Regions from separate parts of the Ovis aries genome. Here region 2 is linked to region 1. The links are chromatin contacts, called in public Hi-C maps. All regions are on one chromosome and are shown on one strand. The core of a region is the stretch at or near the end of the contact, and the rest is flanking DNA. Distances in the headings are between cores, read along the strand shown.

Evidence for each region. Hi-C and Micro-C count contacts between places; a contact is called where the count stands out from the background.
Region 2: a contact with region 1 is called in a Hi-C map of muscle, with 2.9 times the contacts expected there. The contact joins the promoter of ZNF414 here to the promoter of NDUFA7 in region 1. A contact is called at or near these places in 6 of 16 Hi-C or Micro-C datasets (blood, hypothalamus, mixed tissues and 3 more).

What each region holds. Positions count from the first base shown.
Region 1 is chr5:14,705,952-14,709,422 of ARS-UI_Ramb_v3.0, forward strand. It overlaps NDUFA7 (NADH:ubiquinone oxidoreductase subunit A7), which reads right to left and starts at 1,516. Exons shown (of 4, transcript XM_004008565.4): 1 at 1,452-1,516; 2 at 988-1,037. The coding sequence starts at 1,502. It overlaps RPS28 (ribosomal protein S28), which reads left to right and starts at 1,638. Exons shown (of 4, transcript XR_003589363.2): 1 at 1,638-1,707; 2 at 1,802-1,849; 3 at 2,350-2,483; 4 at 2,667-2,748. It overlaps KANK3 (KN motif and ankyrin repeat domains 3), which reads right to left. Exons shown (of 12, transcript XM_060415521.1): 11 at 3,292-3,361; 12 at 2,912-3,177. The coding sequence ends at 3,167.
Region 2 is chr5:14,857,662-14,861,132 of ARS-UI_Ramb_v3.0, forward strand. ZNF414 (zinc finger protein 414) reads right to left here and starts at 1,542. Exons shown (of 7, transcript XM_027969757.2): 1 at 406-1,542; 2 at 1-75. The coding sequence starts at 688. LOC121819605 (a long non-coding RNA gene) reads left to right here and starts at 1,606. Exons shown (of 3, transcript XR_006059865.2): 1 at 1,606-1,836.

The DNA.
Region 1 (3,471 bases), core at 266-2,765:
TACTTTAAAACTTTTGATATCTGGAATCAGCCACGACATAGAGATATTCACAAAGATTTGGTTATTTTAAGGCTATTGTTCTTCCTTTCCTGCTAATCCTCCCTGGCTGCCTTACCTTTGCCTGTGGCATACATACACACATACACACACACACACACACACACACACACGCATATACCACTATTCCCCATTCTTCTAAGTGTTTCAGCCACACTAGTCGTCTTCCTATGTCTAGCTCTGTCGGGCTGCACAGCCTTGGCACTTACCGCTCCCTCTGTCCGGAATGTTGCTTTAATCATTATCCTTTGGCATTTCAGCTGACTCCAAAGCCAATCCCTGAGACCTTTCCTGATCACTTAACCTGAGGTAGCCACTTTCCATCTGGTCCATTTTGTTTTCTCTTCAGAGCATTCTGAAACAGTGTTTTTTACTTGCTGTGTTTATTTCCTTACTACGTTATGTCTCTGCCTCCTCCCTCGGATATAAGCTCCAAGAAAGGAATGAGAAGACATTTTCTCCTTCCCCTGGGACTCCCAACGGCTGAGGACAGAGCCTGGCCTTGTAAATGTCAACTAATTTTCCGGCTTGAGTTAGAAATCAAAGACACTTCTGGGTTCAAATCCCGGCTGTCAATTTCTGGCTTCTGAGTGATTTTAAGCAAATGATTTCGTTTCTCTGAGTCTCAAATATTTTCATACGTAGCCTGGGGATGGTAATACTGTCAGGACCACACTGGAGGCTGCAAATCACGGAAAATTCCCACTCAGAATTCACGCCCCATCTGGTTGTTGCAGAAGCACAATATCTGACACAGTGCAGCAAGATGAAGGGCAAACCTCTGCCTTCACAGCCAGCTAAGGGACTGGAGCCAGGATTTCGGCCCAGAGTTTCAGGGGTCTAAAAGAACAGGGGTTTGGGTTTTTTTTTTTTTTTTTTGATAGACGGAGGGCAGGATTGGGATCTGGGGAGCGAGCGGGGTTTGCTCACCGTTTAGAGATCTCCTGGTAGCGCAGCTGCAGTTTCGCCTGCAAGTCTCGCTGTGGGAGAAAGGATGGAGATCAGTCCCCAGGGCACTCCAGAAGAGGAAACCAGCTAACCGGCAGTCTCGCACAGAACAAATTAAGAGAAAGGTGGGACATGGGTCTTTGAGGACAGGATACGGGACTTGGAGGTGAACAGGGGAGCTGGGGGCCGGAACAAGATCTCAAAGCTAAAAAGGTACGGGCCTAGGGAGACCCCAGGCCTGAATGGTACCATAGCCAACGGCTGGGGAGGGTGTCCTGGGTTGAAGGAGTTCGGGGTTCCAGGCTGCGGAGAATTCCCTGCTTAGGAGAATCTCGGCACTAATGGCCTCAGCCCCAGAGATGCAAAAAGGAGGCGAGTAGAGGGAGCGGGTCAGGGCGCGCAAGGCCTGCAGTATCCACAGCCCCTTCCCGCCCCGCCCCGCGCACCCCGGATGCCCAGTTCCGCAGCCCCTGGATCAAACGGGTAGCGGACGCCATCTTTCACCGGCACTGAAGGGCGCCGGTGACGTCTCTACTGCAGGGACTGCTGGGAACATGGCGTACGGTCTCGCGAGAGCAGGAATAGGCGGAGCTAGGGAGTCATATAAATAGTCTCTCCGAAACACGTGACTCCTCTCCGCCCGACCGCCGCCGCGCCGCCATCATGGACACGAGCCGTGTGCAGCCCATCAAGCTTGCCAGGGTGAGGCGGAGGCCCGGTTTTGAGGGCCCAGATGAGGGAGGAGGGAGTAAGGGAACCGGGTGGGCTAGATCTGATTCCAGTTTCTTTCCCCAAGGTCACCAAGGTGTTGGGCAGGACCGGTTCTCAGGGACAGTGCACGCAGGTGAGCGGGGGAGGCGGGGAGCGGAGGGATGTTTGCTGGGGGCTTCTAAAGTTTGAATCTCGAGGATAATTTCTGTGCCCTGGGTTTTGTTCTCTGGTGTCTGGGAGCCGATATGTTCCCTATTTCCCAGAGTTTATTGAGGGTCGGAAATTTAGCCAAGGCTCTGCCCACTGGATCTGGGCTCTGGCGATCTCATTCCCCGAGTTCTAACATAGTTCGTTGTCATGGTTCAGCCTGTGCCAACGACCACTGTGGCTCTATGCCCTCACGACAACCCCCAGTTGTCTCCCCTGGTGGCATCTTCTGGCGCTCGAGAGCTTTGTTCTCCAGCCTCGGCCCCTCTCCGGCTTGTCTCCTATCCCAGTCCTGCCTTCCCAGCCTCAGGCCCTTTTAAGCGTCTCTAAACAGAAACGTTCTCTGGATCGACATCAGCCGCTTATCCCATGGATCCTATTCTCAACCGACTCTGACTTCTTCCATCCCTCCTGTGGGCCCCGTAGGTGCGCGTAGAATTCATGGACGACACGAGCCGCTCCATCATCCGAAACGTGAAAGGCCCCGTGCGCGAGGGCGACGTGCTCACCCTGTTGGAGTCAGAGCGAGAGGCTCGGAGGCTGCGCTGAACTTGTGACTGGTGAGTGCACAAATGGAGTGGGAAATCGAGCAGCTCCTTGTTAGACCCTTGCTTGGGGGTGGGGAGATTTCGCCAAGGATCAAGGGCTGTTGGTCGGGGTCTTCTGAAGTTAGCAAGATGGGGGTTTCCCTGTTTGGGGTGGGGGCACCTTGTCAGCATCTCAACCCTTGGGTTTGTTTACAGGGTGCTGGATGTCTGGGTTGACGCCTTGGCCCACCAGGATGATCTGCTGTTAATAAAGTGTGTGTTTCGTATGTAAACCTGAGGTTTTGTCTGGGTTGTCATTAGATTTCCAAAATCTTTCTGTGGGTCCCCAGGTGGTCATTGACCCACTGTACTCTGAAAGTAGAGGATGTTCCCCAACAAGGCATTTTCTCTGTGAGAAGGGAGAACCATGTGTCTGTGTACACCTTCAAAACAGGACAAGATGAGTTAAGAAGGTTTTATTAGGTAAGAAGGCTGGAGGAATGGGTAGACTAGGGGCTAGCTCACTCCCTCAGCTGCCTCCTCACCCTGTGCCATTCAAGCTGAGCTTCTGGCCACAGACCTCTGCCCAGAGATCAGGACCTGCCTCTGCCTCCCCCACCCCCAGTCTGGGTCCGGTGTCTTAGGCCAGTCACTGGGGCAGGGGGTCCTCTCCGCTGTCACTGCAGCCTCCTTCACCAGGCGTGGCCGTGGATGAATCAGGGGATAGCTGGTGAGAGAGGTGGGGGGGGGGGGTCCTGTCAGTCTCCTGCAGACAGGACACTGGGTTTCAGCCCCGCTTAACACTCAGAGATGCTTAAGCTACTGGAGGTCCCACACCCACCTTGCACAGCAGAGCCGGGCTGCCAGGATTTGAATCCAGCCTCTGTCCCATACCACTCCAGTATTCTTGCCTGGAGAATCCCATGGACAGAGGAGCCTGGTGGGCTACAGTCCACGGGGTCGCAAAGAGTCGGACACGACTGAGCGACTGACTTACTCTGTCCCATCAGACCTGGAAGAG
Region 2 (3,471 bases), core at 292-2,791, 150 kb after region 1:
GCAGATGCTGTGCCAGGTCTCGAACGCTGGGGAAACTGAGGCAGCAGCCTGGGCTGGAGCATGGTATCTGCTTCCCTGAAGGACGCACAGAAGCAGGGGGAGGGTCACTATACCTTCCTCATCCACGCCGTCCAGGGCGCTGCCTCAGAGGGGCATTTATGGGGCTGCAACTACCCTGCAACTACTAACTATGGTTTCTTACTGGGGCCTTTACCCTCTGCCTCCCCCACCAGGAAGTAGCGGCTGAGTTTCCCTGGCTCCTCGTTGGAGCCACAGACTGCCACGCAATGGGGCTCATTAAGTGGTTATTCCTTCTAGGTGGGCCCCCAGTCTGGAGATACTCAGTAATCTGCACTTCTGTTGTTCCAGGCCTGTGATCCCCCAGAAGGTCCCATCACGTGTCACCTGGTGGTGGGCGTCGTCTGGGAGGTCGCAGGTCCTCACTGGTCTTGGAGACAGTGCTGGTTGGGCCAAGGCTGTGTCCAGGTCCTGGATGGCCACTGTCTGGGGCTGGGGAGGCACCCTGCTGGGTCCCTCCGGTGGGCCCTCCACGTTCCCACACTGGGGGTGTGGGTGCCCGGTCAGGGCCCGGCTCCTCCTCCATGGAAGAGGACTTGGCTATAGCAGCCACAACTGGGGACACCCCCTTGTCGGTCTCACTGGAGCTGGGCTCTGCAGTAGCCGGCATGTCCGGGCTGGGCCCCGAGGGTTCCTCATCCTGGTGGAAGGAAGAGGTGGGGAGAACCCCCTGGGCCCAGGGTCTGCCTGCGCCAGCTAGGGGAACACCTTCACCTCGCCATAACCATTCGGTGTTTCTAAAACAGCGAATGCCCCAGAGACGTCACCCAGTTGGCTCCCATACTAAGGAGAGGCAGTGGGTGAGAGGGTTGAACGTCTGCCTCCAGTGTCCCCGTCCTTCGGAAGAGAGTTGGGAGGTGTGCCAAATGTAGAAGGGGGTACCTTTCCAGGAAGCCCCTATATGATAAGAAGCATGCTCTGATCCTAACTTGGAAAGCTGGGGGGCCCCCCACTACAGGGCAGGGGCGTGGCCCTGAGGGAGTGGGCGTCGCAAAGGCGGGGCTCTGAACAGGACGCGGCTAAGAAGATTCTGGAGGGCCAGAAGTGGCCAAGTGGGTGTTTGAGGACCGAGATATATCTACCAGAGGGGTTCGAGCTGTGCAGGCGAACGGGAGGTGCTGGGACCCCAAACATATAAAGATCAGGGGGCGGTGCCTGAGCTCTGTAGGCGTGGCCCAGTCGAAGCCAGGACCGGAAGTAGGGGGTAGGGTGCTCCCTGAGTGACAGCGGCAGGCGACTGCCCGGATGTGGAGGCGGGGTCGGCTGGAGGCTTAGAAGGCCGCTCCCCGCCAGTCCCTGCTTGTTCGCCGCGTCCGCATCCCCGGTGCCGCGCTCACCATCCTCAGCCTGGTTCAGCCTCTTGTTCCTGCAGCTCCGGCGGCTCCAACTAAGGCTGCGGCGACTCCTTCGGTGGCCGCAGGCTCGCGCTCACGTCGGCGCCATTTTTCGGCTCCTAGCTCTCGCGAGAACGGGGGCGGGGTCCGCGCACAGTGCTCAGCGAGGAGGCGGGGCCTGAGATCCAGGATTCTCTGGAACTGCTATGCCAAGAGGGAGAGGGCAATGGCACCCAACTCCAGTACTCTTGCCTGGAAAATCCCATGGACGGAGGAGCCTGGTGGGCTTCAGTCCACGGGGTCCGGAAGAGTCGGACACGACTGAGCGACTTCACTTTGACTTTTCACCTTCATGCATTGGAGAAGGAAATGGCAACCCACTCGAGTGTTCTTGCCTGGAGAATCCCAGGGACGGCAGAGCCTGGTAGGCTGCTGTCTATGGGGACGCACAGAGTCGGACACTACTGAAGCGACTTAGCAGCAGCAATGCCCAGAATATGTGTACAGAGATCTAGGATTAAAAATTTCCCGGGCCTTTGTGTTCTCCTGTGCAAAATGAGCATCTTCGTTTGCTCCCGTCCCGTCACCATATCTCGAAGGGGGATAAACAGCAGTTCTCAGTTTTGAGAAGGTCATGTTGAGAGGGCTGCTTCTTTGGAGGGAAATTGCCGCGGACGTCAACATTTTCAATGCACTTAGTCCGGAAATTGGAATGGATCTGTTGAGATAGCCAAGGGCGGGAAACAAGTTCACTTTCCGTCCTCAGGACACCCGGAACGTGTGTAGCCTGAAGATGGAGTGGTGTGTGTTTTCAGGATAGGTGGAGAGCCCTGGCGTGAAATGAGTCACCTATCCAACTTACGTTCCTTGAGTGCCTAGTTTGTGCTAGGGTCTGGGGATCCAGAGATGAACAGGACAGGCCAACAGTCCTGCTCTCAGGGGGCACTCGCGTTTTAAAATGGGGAAACAGACAATGAATCAACAAATGCGGGAAATGATCTTATGGTTATATTAAGTGCCATAAAGGAAAAAGGGCTTCCCAGGTGGCGCTAGTGGTAAAGAACCCACCTGTCAATGCTGGAGATGTAAGAGAAGCTGGTTCGATCCCTGGGCCAGGAAGATCCCCTGGAGGAGGAAATGGCAACCCACTCCAGTATTCTTGCTGGGGAGAATCCCATGGACAGGGGAGCCTAACATGCTACAGTCCATGGGGTTGCAAAGAGTCAGTGGTGACTGAGTGGCTGAGCACAATAAAGGGGGGAAAAAAGCCCAGAAGGATGTGATGGTCACAGGCCAGGGAAGTTTCTCTGTGAGATGACTTCTGAGCTGTTGCGTGATTGTCCGGAGGCAGTTATTCAGTGGAAGTTCAGGAGGCCACATCGCTGTGGGAAGAATGAATAGCTGGTTCAAGTGGCCTGAGTTGGGGAGGGACAAGCTTATCTTTTACAAGAAACAATGAAGTGATCAGCTTACTGCTGGAGCCAGGTGGAGGCAGGGAGTGAAGATCAGAACGTAGACATGGTTCAAGAAAGGTCATTCAGGGACCTAGTAAAAGAGAGGTGTGTGGTCTCTATTCTAGCTGATGAATTTTTAGTAGGGGGAGGAACACCATCTGATTGCTGGGTGTCCTTTGGAGGATGTATCATTGTTGGGACAGTAAAGTGGATCTTTGACCTAAGATCTCTGGAATACATTATTTAAGCATTTGAGAGTTCTAGCAAGTATCGGGGAAGACAATGGCACCCCACCCCAGTACTCTTGCCTGGAAGATCCAATGGACGGAGGAGCCTGGTGGGTTGCAGTCCATGGGGTCGGTAAGAGTCGGACACGACTGAGCGACTTCCCTTTCACTTTTCACTTTCATGCACTGGAGAAGGAAATGGCAACCCACTCCAGTATTCTTTCCTGGAGAATCCCAGGGATGGGGGAGCCCGGTGGGCTGCTGTCTATGGGGTCGCACAGAGCCGGACACGACTGAAGCGACTTAGCAGCAGCAGCACACAAGTATTGGCTTTATATACAATGTATTTCCGTCTATGTACATAAGATGTGCACATGA